2 separate regions of the Mus musculus genome follow, and region 1 is linked to region 2. The links are chromatin contacts, called in public capture Hi-C maps. All regions are on one chromosome and are shown on one strand. Each heading gives the region's core, a stretch centred on a gene start, on an enhancer-like site or on the middle of the called end of the contact. The rest is flanking DNA. Distances are from core to core; before and after follow the strand shown.

The links. Capture Hi-C pulls out chosen DNA fragments and counts their contacts.
Region 1: a contact with region 2 is called in a capture Hi-C map of embryonic stem cells, with 2.8 times the contacts expected there. The contact joins two enhancer-like sites. A contact is called at or near these places in 6 of 39 promoter capture datasets (embryonic stem cells, maxillary cranial neural crest and stem cell-derived epiblast-like cells), 2 of 484 Hi-C or Micro-C datasets (both in embryonic stem cells), 9 of 115 datasets of contacts at active chromatin or transcription factors (the HPC-7 cell line, the SCID.adh cell line, bone marrow-derived macrophages and 3 more) and 2 of 9 other capture datasets (adipose tissue and embryonic stem cells).

Annotation. Positions count from the first base shown.
Region 1 is chr17:46,693,467-46,696,166 of GRCm38.p6, forward strand. The region is part of intron 2 of Ppp2r5d (protein phosphatase 2, regulatory subunit B', delta); the gene reads right to left. Among named protein-coding and RNA genes, the nearest start is that of Ppp2r5d, 10 kb to the right of the region's middle. Within about 2 kb of position 1,270, at least 2 of the 459 cell types and tissues checked have an H3K27ac peak or open chromatin away from gene starts, as enhancers often do. A contact at or near this core is called in embryonic stem cells, where this site is marked.
Region 2 is chr17:46,593,599-46,596,298 of GRCm38.p6, forward strand. The region is part of intron 1 of Ptk7 (PTK7 protein tyrosine kinase 7); the gene reads right to left. Among named protein-coding and RNA genes, the nearest start is that of Ptk7, 35 kb to the right of the region's middle. Within about 2 kb of position 1,368, at least 51 of the 459 cell types and tissues checked have an H3K27ac peak or open chromatin away from gene starts, as enhancers often do. A contact at or near this core is called in embryonic stem cells, where this site is marked.

The DNA.
Region 1 (2,700 bases), core at 20-2,519, 100 kb after region 2:
CCTGGCCCCAGCTCTCCTTTCAAAAGGACCACTGGCAGGACCCAGTATAGGAAACCACTGAGAGACGCCAGCCCAGAGCAAAGGCCCTGACTGCCAAGGCCCAGGGGGGCATCTCTTGTCTGTCTCCCCTTCACATGCTTGTTAGAGAGCAAATGTGTGGCTGTGGCAGCCACTCACTTCACACTGGGTCATTTATTCTAAATCCTCCAGTGTCTTCTAATGTCTCTCCACTGTCCTGGGGTGGGTAGAAGACACACAAGCCCCCTGACAACTGCAGCCACCACAAGGATACCTGACCTAAGGCAACCCAGCAATTCTGCGTTCCTGCTGAACTCTGTCCTGTCTAGGCCTTCTGAAACTCTGCAGAGGCCTGAAGTACCTTCCACTGCAAAACCTACATGGCCCCCAGGAGGCCTTCATGTGCCCAGATTCCCAGCCTCTACTTCCTGAGTATGTGTGCCACCACATCAGTGTATGAGGCGCTGGGTATAGAACCCAGGGCTTTGTGCATGCTAGGCTCTACTAACTAAGCTACCTCCCTACCCCCAACTCTAAGAAATATTAACAAGAAGATGGATCATAAAATTAGAAGAAAAAGTGGTACATGCCTGTACTCCTGGGTATGCAGGAGACCAAGGCAGATGGATGGAGTTTTCAGCAAGCCTAGGCTACAAAACAAGACCAAAGCTCAAAATTAATTACAAAGTACACAGATAGAACCAAACGTGGTGGTTTATACCCATAAATCCAGCACTCAGAAGACAAAACTGAAAATGTCACTGTGGGTTGAAACCAACCTGGACTACATAGCAAGACTCCGGTGCAAAACACAATTAATAAGGGCTAGTGAGGTGGCTCAGTGGATAAAGGCATTTGTCTCCAAGGCTGACAACCTAAGCGCAATCCCCAAGACCCAAATGGTAGAAGGACAGAAGTTGCCCTGTGACCTTTGTGCAAACACACAATAAATACATAAATTAATATTTTTTAAAAAGCACAGATTACATGCTGTATCTACTGCATCATGAATTAACTGGTTTAATAACTGAAGGCTGCTTTAGTTTAAACCCTGAGATCTATAGAGGCATCCTCTCCCACTGTGACAAATGGAGCTCTGGCTAGCTGAGTTTAATTCTTCCCATCCTCCCTTTCTTCTCTAAACATCTCACTCAGCATCAAAGAGGAAAGGTGACTAGGACATGGCCCCTGTCTTCAAAGAGCTCAGAGACTGTAGGTGGGGCAGCCGCTGAAGCAGCTGATGGTACCATGGAGATGCCAGTACAGTGAACACAAAGGCTGTGGAAACAGAGGATGGGTTACCAACTGCCTGGAAGAATGAGGGAGGACATCTCTCAAGAGGGGACTTTAAAAAAGATTTATTTTTAAGGGGTGTGTGTGTCTTAACTATGATCCATCTATTCCATCCTTGAAGGGTTTTGATTTAGCTCTTAGAGGATAAAGCTGAGTTAAGTAGCAAAAAACAATAGAGGACAATAGAGCAGGTTGAGAACAATGGAACTCATGTAGGGGGGCCTGTGTCACAGAGAAGCTCTGGTTCAGGAGTCTGGACTTCCAATAATGAGGTAGATGCTAGAAAAACAAAATGGAGCCAGAAAGGCTATGGACTTTGGCTTTTAACTATGTGAGATGCCAAAATTTTATTTTGTTTTTAAGTAATCACACACTATAGCCTAGGTTAAAACTTAGAAAGTACAGACCAGGCTGGCCTTGAATTCACAGCAATCATCCTGCCTATTGTAGGACAACAGACATGCATGAGAACACCTGGCTCAATTTAGACTTTGGTGGGTCTGTTTTGTTTTTGAGACAATGTCTCTCTAAGCCCTAGCTGGCCTCAAACTCACAGAGGTTTGAGGATAACAACTGTGGCCTTGGAGCTGAAGTGGGAGACTGGACCATCCTCCCTTCCTCCGTCCCTGCACCCAGAACTCAGGACAACAGTATGCTAAAGTGTCCATTTCTGCTGGGCAGTGGTGGCGCATGCCTTTAATCCCAGCACTTGGGAGGCAGAGGCAGGTGGATTTCTGAGTTCGAGGCCAGCCTGGTCTACAGAGTGAGTTCCAGGACAGTCAGGGATGCATAGAAAAACCCTGTCTCAGAAAAAAAAAAAAAAAAAAAACACTAAAAAAACAAAACCAAGGGCCGGGCATGGTGGCGCACACCTTTGATCCCAGCACTCAGGAGGCAGAGGCAGGCGGATTTCTGAGTTCGAGGCCAGCCTGGTCTACAAAGTGAGTTCCAGGACAGCCAGGGCTATACAGAGAAACCCTGTCTCGAAAAAACAAACAAACAAACAAAAAACAAGAGTCCATTTCTCCAGAGTCAGACCAGAGAAGATCTTCACTGCAGAGGCAGGACACAGAGTCTCACCTGACATCTCAAAGCCACTTTTCATCCTAGGATCCTCCTTCAAATCTCAGAAACAAAGCATCATTTAGCCCACGAACCTCAGCTCTGCCTCTCATTCACAGAGCAACGCTGTTCCCTCCGAGCCTCCAGTTCTTCTATCAAATGGGGGTGACAAGGGAGAGATCCTGGGGGACTGCAGTGACAGTTAAGTGGGCACGCACAGATTCAGGTAGTGTGCAGCCCGACTGCCGCAGGCTTGAGCAGTGGCCCACCCAACTGTGTTCGCCCTGAATCGTTGAACGGAACTTTACAGATAGACATAATCAAGTG
Region 2 (2,700 bases), core at 118-2,617:
GACACTCAGAGAACACTGGGTGACCTGAAGAAAAATTCATGTCTAGGGTGGCTTTGGCATCAGGCGCGTTTGCCCACTTCCACCTGTGGCTGGCAGAATCAGCTCTACTCCACGGTCCTCTGCAAATCTTGGGACCCTCAACCCATAACTCCAGGATGTTCACCAAAGAGCAGAGACATCACCTATGACAGTCAGGGTGTCCAACTTGCTGCTCAGAATAGGATGAATACAGTCGAACCCAAGATTGTAAACTTGCTTAAAACACATGAGTCTTAAAAAACAAAACAAAACAAGTGTGTACGTATGCATCCATGTGTGCACACGTATGGAGAGGTCAGAGGTCAACCTCAGATACCACTCCATGTGGGCTCTGGGGATTGAACTCAGGTCTTCTGTAGGCAGATTGCCTATCTGAGGATAATTTGTTAAGAGTTGGTTCTCCCCTTCCACCATATGGGTTCTAGGAATTGAACTTGGCTTATTCACCAAGTGTGATGGTAAGGGCCAGAGGTTTAACCATCTCACTGGTTAAACGGATGAAAAAAAATGTTGGGGGGTGGGGGTGGGCAACGTGATTGCATGTGTGGGTTTTTTTATTCCCTTAAAGGCTTTTTTTTTTTTTTTTTTTTTTTTGGTTTTTCAAGACAGGGTTTCTCTGTATAGCTCTGGCTGTCCTGGAACTCACTTTGTAGAGCAGGCTGGCCTCGACCTCAGAAATCCGCCTGCCTCTGCCTCCCAAGTGCTGGGATTAAAGGCGTGTGCCACCACCGCCCGGCTGGCTTATTTTATTTTTAAGGATGTATTAGAGTGTGTTCAGCTTCAGACAGAGCCAAGTCTGATCCTGTCATGCTCCGTGTTCTTCCCACAGGAAGATCTTGTGAGCCACAATGCAGCTCTGTGTGTGTGAAAGGCCTTGACCGGAATTCACCTTTGGTAAGAGGCAACTACTGTTAAGCCCAGGAACTCTCTTCCTGCGCAAGGATTCAAACCCTCAGAATATTAGACAACTCTCCTCACGCCAAAGCTCTGGGATGTGCTAAAGCCTAGACAGACGAGCAGAGAACAACCAGATGGTGGGTGGGACAACGGGATAGGCCCTGAGGGTACAGGAGCCCCAGACCACCTGCTGCAGAAACCTGAGAAGAGCCTATGTAACTCTGAGGGACACGGCTCAGCCCCAACCCCCAGCTTTCCACATCCCCTCCTGGGATCAGGACTATGCTTCTCTAGAGCTGTGACCAGAGCCGCAGCATTCCCAGACTGCCACTCAGAGCCCCCGCCATTCCGCACCCCTATGACATGGCCTGGGAAACATCAAAGCCGGGCCTCCCAGGGGCCTCTGTCTTGACGTCAGCTCACAGCAGGTCCTGGTTAGTGCCTGGCTGGGGTACACTTAGATGTTTCCAAAGCCAGCAGAAAGGAGCCTCCGGGCTTCTCAGAGCCCCTGCTCAGTGGCCCCCACATTTGCTTAGAAGGCAGTGGGAATGTGCCCGGGCCGCCAACCTGTATGGCTCATTGTAAACATTGCTCCATCGACGTTTTGGGGAACCGGAGAGTCCCTGGCAGTGATGCCAGACCCCAGGAGCTCTTAGCTTTGTGCAGAGGCGGCTTTCGGGGGACTAAGGTGGTACCTATCCCAAGGTGGCTTCATTTCTTGTCCTTACCTCTAACTAGAGGGATGGTCTGAGAAAGGCCTTCTCTGGACTCGGGTCTCCTAAAGCTGCACTGCCTCTCTTCACTGGGCCCTGTGGAGCTGCATGCAGCACAGCAACCTACTACGTAATGGCAGCCCTACCCAGGTATAATCTGGGGGTGCCGAGACACCAGGCTGATCAGGGGCTAAGTGGATTTATGTAGCTGAGGTCCACATCTACCAGGGAACATCCAGAAAGGGAGAGGTGGGTAGGAGCTTTGCCTGTGGGCATGAGTAACCCAAGAATCTCCTTAGCAACAAGATGTAGGCAGAGCTATGTCTCTACCACAGAATCCCCAGCTCGAGCTTCAAACACCTCATGCATGAAGGCGCTTTCTGCGCCTTACCTCTGGCTCATTAACGGTCCACCACATAGACACTTACAGGACTGTACCTTTAGTCCTCTTTTTTTTTTAAAGATTTATTTATTTTATTTTATGTATGTGAGTACACTGCAGCTGTACGGATTGTTGTGAGCCTTCCTGTGGCTGTTGGGAATTGCATTTTAGGACCTCTGCTTGCTCCATTCAACCCTGCTCTCTGCGGTTGGCCCCACTTGCTCTGGTCAACTCTACTCGCTCAGTCCCTGCTTGCTCTAGCCCTAAGATTTATTTATTATTATACATAAGTACACTGTAGCTAACTTCAGACACACCAGAAGAGGGCGTCAGATCTCATTATGGATGGTTGTGAGCCACCATGTGGTTGCTGGGATTTGAACTCAGGACCTCTGGAAGAGCAGTTGGTGCTCTTAACCACTGAGCCATCTCACCAGCCCCTAGTCAGTCCTAGCCTCTTTAAAAAAAAAAAAAAAAAAAAAGCCAGGGCTGAAGAGATGGCTCAGTGGTTAAGGGAGCTTACTGCTCTTCCAGAGGACGTGAGTTCAAATCCCAGCAACCACATGGTGGCTCACAACCATCTGTAATAGGATCTGATGCCCTCTTCTGGTGTGTCTGAAGAGAGTGACAGTGTGGTCACATTAAATCAATCAATCAATCAATCAATCA